2 separate regions of the Mus musculus genome follow, and region 2 is linked to region 1. The links are chromatin contacts, called in public promoter capture Hi-C maps. All regions are on one chromosome and are shown on one strand. The core of a region is the stretch at or near the end of the contact, and the rest is flanking DNA. Distances in the headings are between cores, read along the strand shown.

Region 1 (5,103 bases), core at 1,822-4,321:
CATTTCAAAGTTCATGCTAGCCAGCATCCTAGCCCTTCTCACCACCTCCCCTCTCCTAAACTGCCCTCAGCTCATGGGCTTCCCTCCCCATCAGTCACTCATAGGGCTCCTAACCCAGCTCTTCTCACTGAGCCCCACCCCACCCCTGCTTCTCTCACTGATTTCTCTGTCCCCATCCCCCACTATTGTCCTTTTTAGCAAATATTTATGACCAGGCCCAGACTCCTGGCCATGTTAAGTCTATTTCTTTCTCTCTGGTTTTCACTCTTTCGGATGCCTCTGGCTCTTCTTTCTCTCATATCCACAATAAAGACCTCCCCCTTCACCACACGTAGAGTGGTTAAGTCATGTCACAGTTTATATAGCTGGTGCCCAACAAGGGGCTCAGCTTCTCCTAAGCAAACCAAGCTTCTGACTTGACTCTTCTAAGGTATAGAATACTTGTTTCTTCTGGTTTCTGACACTTACCAGGTCCAACTCCAAATTTTAGAGCCCCGCTTCTTCAGCGGCTTTTTACTTCTACCTATTTCCTCCTTGAAGCCTCCTTCTCTGTCTGTTGCTACAGAAGTCATGCTGGTTTATCAGACAGCTTCTCTCTCCCTACTGGGACCCCATTACATGAAAGAGATGCCTATCCTTTGTGATTTTGGACATTTCTCTCTGACAAGTGTCTTGGCCCACTTGGGGACACCCTGACCACTTGCGGATGTCCAGAATTGAAATTCTTGTCACCAAGAGACTTGCTGATTTCCTCTCTCACCCTGTTCTCCCTCCCATGTTCTGAGCTCCACCCTGGAGCTTGCTCTGTCTCGCTTGTCCATTTCCTCTCTCTGCTTCCAGCTGCCTCCTTAGGTCTGTCTCTCAGGTAGCTCCCTCCTGAAGCTTACTGTGTCTCTAAGGCTGTCTAACTGCTTGTCTCTCTTCTCCTTCCCCTAGGAGATGCTTGCTTGTATCTATCCCTCTTGGTGTCTCACTGGAACCTGCTCTTTGAGACCTGCAGGTACATCAGGCATTTCTGTATGCACCCCTGGGCCTCTAAGAGATTAGATTCCTCTCTCTGATGGTGTTTCCCTAAGCCTCTTCCACTCCCCATGACTGTGCTTCTAAAGGATGTCTCCCTGCCTGCTCTCTCTCTCTCTCTCTCTCTCTCTCTCTCTCTCTCTCTCTCTCTCAGTTTGCTCTTAGAGCTTGCTCCTATCTCTAACCATGGGCTCTTCCCATTCAGAATATTCCTCACCTGCAGGCTGTCCCTTCTAGGGGAAGAACAATATGGATCTAGGGTAGGGATGGAGGTCAGTAAATCAGGTTGTGGAAAAGAATCGCTAGGAAAAAAAAACCCTTCAAGATGACATGTTTGTACATGCCCTGCCAAGCAAACAGTCTCTGCACCATGTTGTCAGATTATCTGGTTTGCTTGTATTAAGGATTTGACTAAATGTGCCTCCTCTGATCCATTGGAAAGTCATTTCCCTTACCTCTGGCAGATGGGACATAGGAGACTACCTGTAGTGCCTATTAACCAGCACATCAAAGCACATACTTGGACCACAAGTGCCTGTTGCACATTTCAAAGTGCATGCTAGCATCCTAGTCCTGCTCACTGCCACCCCTACTCAAGCTCCCTCCAGCTCCTGGGCTTCCCATCCACTAGCGACTCATTTAACCTAAAAACCTGCTCTGCTCTTCTCACTCTGTTCTCTCACCTCGGCGCCTGCTTCTCTCGCTCGGTTTTCTCTATTCTCTAGCCTCTGCTCCATCTCTCTCTCTCTCTCTCTCTCTCTCTCTCTCTCTCTCTCTCTCTCTCTCTCTCTCTCTCAGATAGCCCTGGTCGAGTCTGCTGGCCATGTTCAGTTTACTTCTTTCTCTCTATGTTCTGGGCTCTTCCAGATGCCTCTGGCCATTTTCTCTTTTATATCCACAATAAAAACCTTTCTCTTAACCATACCATGGGGCAGTAGTGTGTGTGTGTGTGTGTGTGTGTGTGTGTGTGTGTGTATGTACATGCCCCTTGGAGTTAGATCTCAACTGAAGCCCGGCACTGTCATTTGCTAGCTGTGTGACCTCTGTTAAATGCTTAAGCTCTCGGAACCTCTTTTAACCTTGTAAAAGTAAGGAGAGGTTGTCTTCCTCCCTTCTACCACTGCTGTGAAAACCGATTTGAGATCCTTGTGCCCGGCAAATTTTTAGGGACCTGATAAAGCAATCTTTCTAAATTCAGAACTGGATTGAACCTCGGAGGGTCGAATCCCTCGGACTGGCATTTATTAACAGGCATTTCTGAAGAGACCGAATGCTGGAGAGTTCTTACTTCTGTGCCTGCAGCAGACAAGGAGGAGCTGGGACTCAGAGCCCTAGGGTTACTGGGACAAATCTGCTGTGAGAGTGCCAGCAGAAAGAGGGTAACAGAAGAAACAGTACAAACAATATAAAAATATCCACCAGTTCAGCCATCCACAATTTGACAGCTCAATTCCCGGAAGGGAAGGTTTTTTTTGTTTCCCGTGTTGTTACAGGAGAGTAAACAAATCTTCGCAGACAAAGTTACTTTGAGAAATTTTATGATCTAATGCTTGGCTTGTAAATACAGCCCAGAGTAACTCACTTCCCGGTTGAGCGAACTGTCAGAAGTGTCAAATGCCAGGGAGCCTCGGAGCGAACTTTTCTAGTGCCCTAAAGTGGCACTAGAAAAGTGTCTGGGCAAGTCTATAAGCCAGAGTCCCTCTCCAGCCATACTAAAGCGATCGATCCAAGAGCTGGCCAGCACCAAGCTCTGACCGTCGCCCCCGCCCCCCGCCCCGACCCAAACTTTTTCCAGAAAAACGCTGGACTTGGGCTTCAGCCCTGAGCACTTAGCCAAGAGCGAAAGCAGCTCCCCTGCGTTTCTAAACATCTGGACCGGTGGCACCCAATGCCAGCCACATCTGGAATCTCATGTGGTGGTCCCCAGTATGCAGCGTCCCACATCCCAGGCGTCCCAAAGCTTACCAGAGGCAGGACAGCCCAGATCCACAGCATGTCTGCAGCAAGGGAAAACAGCGGGCGGCCTGTGTGGGCAGCCTGCGGCCCCACCCACCAGCTCTAGACTGCCTGTGGGTATGTACTTTGCCTAGGCCCGCCCCCTGGCACGCACAAACCGCTTCGCTCCTATTCAGGTCTTCCCAGAAATCGCTTTGAACACGTGTATGTCACTTTTTTTCTTTTGAGGGACCAAACACAATCTTCGTAAAGCCCCAAGGGTTGCGAGAAAGTTCTGCTGGTCTCCCGGGGAAACCCACTGACTCACCACTGCACAGGCGGCCTGAGCGGGGTGGGGGTGGGGGGCGGGGGAGGAGGGGGCCCAAGCAGGGCTTGATTGCATAAATGGGCATTCCCCATCCTGGGCGCTTCCACAGTCACACCCTCAGGTCAAGTGAGATTTTTTTTTCTGCCTGCTGCTCACCCTGGAAGGAATTCTGAACTCTGTATTGAATTGGACTTTGGCTGATTGCTGGAGACAAAGACCATTTTGCCTTCACTTTCAATATTTTGTCAGTGACAGGTCTGCTGGGGCTTCTGGGGCCTCTGAATGGTAATTACCACAGAGGAGGTACACACCCTAGGATTCTGATGAGGGAGGTCCCTCCACAGAGCTCATATATGATACATGAAGTGACAATCACCACAGCAGAGGTAGAGATAATAGGCTTTGGGATCCTGATGAGGGGAATGTCCCTGGCTTCGTTTCCCAAATGGAGAATGAAGGTAAATGACTATGACAAATAACACAGCAGTTAACTCAGGGACCAAGCCAGAATCTTTAGAACCACGGGGGTTAGATATAGAGTAAGGGACTAGGGGAGGGGACAGAAAGATCTTATTAAGGAAGAGGAATAAAATAGGTAGTTATGATGGGAAGATCAAGTGGGGGAGGGGAAAGGAAGACGATGAATGGGAATACAGGGAGAGACAGCTAAAATTAAAGGGCATTTGAGAGGTATGGAAACCTAGCAGAGTCTTCCTAAAGTATAAGCATACATGAAGGTGATCTATAGCCAAATAATGGGGGGAGACAGAGCCACAAGTGAACATCTCTTGTCATCAAATGAAGTTTTCCTTTCCTGGATGGGGTTGCATCTAATTGAATCGTTGGCCAAAAAGAGTTGCATGGGAGTCCCCAAACAATGCAGCCTGTTGCCAAGACTATAGATTGCTCCCCACAAACTGAGACCCACACAACTCATTGAATATAGAGAAGTTGAGAGCAAGAAGAAAGTGCCTACATAGAGCCTTCATCCCTACATGCCAACATCTTTGGTACTGGAAGATATTCTGCATGCTACTAAAGGAGAAAGGTAAACCTCACCTCTACCCCAAAGCCTTTGATCTATGATGGTGTCCTGCTAGAGAGATGAGCTAGTGCATATAGTGGCACAAAGTTTGTGGGAGCAACCCATCAATACTGGATTTGACTTTAGCCCCACTCCACAAGATAGAACATAAACCTGACGCTACCCAAGAACCTGAGACTAGATAGCCCAGGGACCTAGGGAAAAAAACAAATATGTATGTTATAAAAACAAACAAACAACACATACATTATAATAAAATAACTCCTAATACGGAGATCCACAGCCAAATATTATTCAGAGAGAGAAAGATACTGGAACACTCAGCCCTAAATGAGATGTCTCCATCAAATCCCTCCCCTCAGTGCTCAGGGAACCCCAAGAGGAGGAGGCAGGAAGAGTCTGAGACCCAGAGGGGATGGACAAGACCAAGAAAACAAGGCCTTCCAAGTCAACAAGATCAAAGCTCACATGACCTCACAGAGACTGGGGCAGCATGTGCAGGCCTGCATGGGTCTGCAACAGGTCCTTTGCATATGCATTTATGTCTTCAAATTTAGTGTTTTTAAGGGATCCCTGAGTGTGCACATGAGCTTGTCTCTGTTTTGTGTGCCAGCTCTTGGGCTTCTTTTTCTTCTGTTTGTTTCATCCAATTGCGGTGTGTTAGTTCTGTTTCTTTTTGTATTATTCCTTAGAAGCCAGTTTGTTTTTGAGCAAGACAGAAAGGGAATATCTGGATAGGATGGAAGGTAGAAAAGAGCTGGGGTGAAAAGAGTTA
Region 2 (5,103 bases), core at 856-3,355, 520 kb before region 1:
TCTGATGTGTCTGAAGACAGCTATAGTGTACTAATATACATAAAGTAAATAAATCTTAAAAAAAAATCTGCAATATATGTGCACACATTTATATAACATATAATTTTGTATAAATGGCTGGGCATGGGAGCCCATACTTTTAACACCAGAATTCAAAAGGCAGAAACAGGTAGATGTCTGTGAGTTTGAGGCCAGCCTGATCTGTACGGTGACCTCCAGGTCTACATAGCTAGTCCTTGCCTCAGACAAAGTAATTAAATAAATTAAAAAGATAAATTTCTGAATCAATGGGTGTGCTGATTATATTTTTGAATGATATTACAAAACTTCTTCCATAAAGGCAACTCTAATTTAGATTCCCACTAACCATAATAAATAAATTTCCAAGATGTCTGTTAACCTTTTTTATATTTTTTAATCTAATAGAAAAGAAACTGTACCTTAAGTGAGGTTATGTATTTTCATATACTTAATAATTATTAGTGTTTTCCCCTTTCAGAGCTTTTTAAATTACTTCTCTCTCTCTCTTTCTCTCTCTCTCTCGCTCTCTTGCTCTCTCGGTGCAAACATACTATCGTCTATGTGGACAAGTCGTGAGAGTCAATATTCTCCTTATGCTATCTGTGCCGGATCTAGACATTAGACTCAGGTCCTCAGGTTTAACAGCAAGCACCTTTCCCACTGAGCACCCTTGCTGACTGTCTCAGTAATTCCCCTTCCGGTCACCTGTGACTAGCCTGGGAAGAGACTGTTCACCAGCTGTGTTTCCGGACTGATGCTCCTGCTTTCTTGCTGACTTCCAGGAACTCTTTATGTTCCTGGCAGTTATGTGTGTGCTGGGAACCCTGTGTGGTGCCTTGTTAGAGCAGCATGCACTCTTAGCTGCTGAGCCACTGCCCCAGCCCCATGCCACATTTAGTAAGAGTTTGCTTATAGTCTCCTTTGTTACCTCTCATTTTCCTTCTTTGTTAAACATTTGTAATTTTGACCCACCTGGCCTTTATTTGCAATATGAAATGCTTGTCAAAATTTAATGCTGACTTCTCCATCTTCCTGGTAGGATAATATAAGACGGGGCTTTGAGAATTCTAAATTTGAGCCCCCTAAATTTAGTTAAATTCCTATTTGATATGCTTTTTGAAAAAAACAAAAACAAAAAACAAAAACCGTGTATGTTCTGTAGTCTGGTCAGTTTGTAGCTACAGACTTTATTTCTAATGGAAATTTACTGAAAGTACCTCTGAGTCCTTTACCTACAGAATATTTTCAGTGACTAATGTCTTCACGAACACACATTGTTAAGATCTGAGACATGCAAAAGATGGTGTTCCTAGACCTTGATTACTCCTGGTAGACAGCAGAAAATAAGCATCAGAGGCTCTGTTGCCTTTGATCTGGGTGACCATGGCAACTGGGCACGATTCAGCATCTGCATGGCAGGTGGGCTGAGCCCAGCCAGTCTTTAGCTTCAGACATCCCCAGGGGAAGGATTGGAAGAGCTGCAGGAACTGGGGGGCTTGGGAGCCCGGAGTGCACAGGGTGAGAGGAGTGTTCATAAGTGTGGCTACAGAATGAAATTTTACATCAGTGGTGTGCATTTTTGTTACCTTATTTTAACCCTTCTGTCGCTCAAGCAGGATATTCTACCTTGCTCTTGAGGGCAGAGATTGAATATTTTTTTCTTTATTATATCCCAAACTCAGTAGCTGAACAAACCACACCACTGCCCTTCATTTCATTTATAAGTTGATTCTAATAGTATTTTATCCTTGGAGTCTGGGGGCTGTGTGTGTGTGTTAAACTGAATATGTATCACACCTAATGCAACCTAGCATGATAATTGTAAGCAAAAACACAGCAACTTGTTCATTATCATTTCCGCTTTGCCTGTGTCCTGGTTTGCTCTCTGTTGCTGTGATAAAGATCATGGGGTGTCAGTTTGGGGTGGAAAGAGTTCACTTGACCTATATTTCCTAATAAAACTCCAGCATTGAGGGAAGCCGAAGGAGGAACCCAAATAGAGTAAGAAACTGGAGGCAGGACCTGAAGCAGAGACCACAGAGGGAGGCTGCTTACTGAGGTACTCTGCCTCAAACAGGTCATGACACCACCTGAAGTGGGCTGGGCCATCCCATATCAATCATGAAAATGCCCCACGGACGTGCCTCAGGCCAGTCTGATGTTGGCATCTTCTCAGTTGAGTTCCCCTCTTCCCAACTGATTCGAGCTTTTGTCAAGTTAACCAAAACTTACGCCTTCTGTTCTGTGGAATGTTCTGTTGGTTGAACGTTGGTTTTAGAGATTCTGAGATGCTGAAATAGTTCCATTTGCAAATATTGACTGAGTGTGGTCCTATACAACCACATATAGAATGCAAATATTGACTGAGTGTGGTCCTATACAACCACATATAGAATGCAAATATTGACTGAGTGTGGTCCTATACAACCACATATAGAATACTGGGTCCTTACTAAATGCTCTTTTAAAGCCATGGCTTAATTGTTTCCCTGTAACTTTTTTTTTCCTTCAGAATATTGACAGAGTTGTGTTTGTTGGGAACTTTCTCAGAATCAATATGGTCTCAATGAAGTTGCTAGCATATGCCATGGACTTTTGGTCTAAAGGACAGCTGAAAGCACTGTTTTTGGAACATGAGGTAGGTCAAGCTCACGGGGACGTAACTGTCCTACATGTATTTTGGGTTGTCTGCCATAAGAGTCAGATCTGTATTTTAAAATTGATCAAGTAGAAAATTGCTTTTTAAACTTGGTATTTATTACCCTACCCACCCCACCTGCCAAAATGTCATGTATATAATGGAAGTTTTCTTAGCCAACAGTGGAGATTTGAAGACTGTTACTGAAATGAAAAGAAAATGTCACTTGGAAATAATAATACCAACAACAGCAATAATAATAAACAATGATAACAAATGACTATAGGAAACAGTATGGGAAATTTCTTAGAAAAACCCAAAGTTAGAATTCAATGACCCAGTAGCAGCACTTCTGTGTGGTTATCCAACACGTGTGAAGTCAGTAGGAGCTGTCCCTGTGATTGACAGTGATTTACACTTAAATGTAAAGTGCTTGGAAAAATTTCTAACATGTGATAAGAATTCAGAAACTGCCTTAAAGGTCCTGACTGATCCACGCCATCTCTAAGGTAACTGCTGAGGCAGGCAAAACAGGAGCTGTGTCTCCCTAGCCCTTTGGGCACCAGGTAGCTAGTGGACTCAATGTTTGTATGCCATCCCTTCATACACTAAAATCCTAATCCCCAAGATGACAGTGTCAGTAGGTGAGACCTTGGGGAGGAGACTAGGTCACCAGGGCTGAGTTCTACAAAGGAATGAGTGCCTTTATAAAAGAGGCACTCTCTGCTGTGCCAGTTCACGGTGACGACCGAGTCTGCCAGGAGCCTGGCTTTCACAAACACCTTGACTTTGGACTGCCCTGCATCCAAAAAGCTATGAGATGAAGTCATAGTGTTTATTTATTTTATAAGCCACTCAGAGTGTGGTATTTTGTTACATATAGCAAGCCAATGACTAAGACGCTATTTCCTAATATAGCTGAGTTTTAGAAACCTTCATTATCAGAAATATGAGCTTTTGTTTTATAAGAAGGCAGTGCCAGATACAGTCCTAAGCACTTTTCTATATTAATATAGATAAATATACATTCAGACTAGTGATAGTTATTTGATTACTTGGTCTTGAGTTTTTTTTTTTTTTATCCAAGAGATCAGTGTTTGTTTTGTGTTTAGGGAGATCAACTGTGTAGACTTGCTTGTGCTAAACACAGGCCTTGCCTCTAACCCATATCTCCTGTCATGAGTTCCGTTTCTAATGTTATAGATCTGTAAAGTGCAGGGCAGCCTTCCTAGAACTAATGAACGCAATAGTTCTTTGGTTACGGTTCAGGAACAACCCTACAGGAGTTCTCCGTGTTTTTGCAGGGTTATTTTGGAGCTGTTGGGGCCCTGTTGGAACTGTTCAAAATGACCGATACACAGTAGAGGAACAGCCCCTCGTGCGGACAGAGGACTGACGGGCCTTGCCAGAGAAGGTGACATCTCCGTGGGGCAGAAACCAAGCCACTATGGTGGATGAACCTGCTGTATTTGTAAATAACCTAAAATCCTAGACCTTTTGCTCTTAGCTTTCAAGCTTATGATACAAAATGGGGAATATAAGAATTTTTTCTGTATACTGTATTTTTAAAAAAAAAAAAAACAAGAAATTGTGCAGCGTGGCCAAACCTAACCAATTTCATGCATTAACTTTGAAAACTTGTATGATGTTCATTCAGAGGGGCCTGAAATGAAAGCGCTGTCCATTTTTCTTCTGGGGTTTACTGATCAGTGTGGTAATTTTAACTTCATTTAGTAATTACTCTAGGAGATTTTGCCTTTACTTATATTTTTTCATGACGTTTCATGATTTGCTGTTGGTTTCAAATGAAACTACGAATCTGGTATGTTGCACTGTGAACACTTTGTTCTCTCTCTCTCTCTCAAATCTTTTCTGTTGCAATGTCTTAGGACAAAAAAAAAAGAAAAGAAAAGAAAAAAGGATCCCCCCCTTCTGTTTTTGTTCCTCGTGATTTCTCTCTTCTCTGTCTGTATGCTTTTCTCATTGTAATTGCTCCTGTCAATCAAGGTGCTGACCAACTCAACACAAAGTTAAACACATATCTGCAGTTCTAAACATGTGACCCTGTGAGAAGACTTTAAACGAAGGGGTTAATGAAAGTGGCGAACATTGAACATTGTGTGCAGTTTTATCTTTGTCTTCTTACACCCCTCACCACTGTCATGTCCCATCGGATTTACTTTACACTACACTGTAATAGTCTGAGATGACTTGCCCTCATTTGCATATGCCGTATGAAGGGCAGCAAACCCCTGTATAAATTTGGAGGGGCTCCCATAGCTGATCTGATTGATCACCCCAGACTCAGGGCAAAAGTACTGGGTCGAGATATCAGTTAGAAATAATGGTCTGTTTTATATATGTTTGTACCTAGGAAGGGTGTAACGAGATATCCTAAGTAATAATGTTGAAGATTGTTTCTTTTTCTTTTTCTTTTTTTCCTG

The links. Promoter capture Hi-C pulls out the DNA fragments that hold promoters and counts their contacts.
Region 2: a contact with region 1 is called in a promoter capture Hi-C map of liver. A contact is called at or near these places in 4 of 39 promoter capture datasets (embryonic stem cells, liver and maxillary cranial neural crest) and 1 of 9 other capture datasets (adipose tissue).

The regions. Positions count from the first base shown.
Region 1 is chr19:34,288,627-34,293,729 of GRCm38.p6, reverse strand. Fas (Fas (TNF receptor superfamily member 6)) reads right to left here and starts at 3,071. Exons shown (of 9, transcript NM_007987.2): 1 at 2,986-3,071. The coding sequence starts at 3,015.
Region 2 is chr19:34,811,248-34,816,350 of GRCm38.p6, reverse strand. It overlaps Pank1 (pantothenate kinase 1), which reads left to right. Exons shown (of 7, transcript NM_001114339.2): 6 at 2,534-2,659; 7 at 3,964-5,103. The coding sequence ends at 4,023. Among named protein-coding and RNA genes, the nearest start is that of Mir107, 7.0 kb to the left of the region's middle.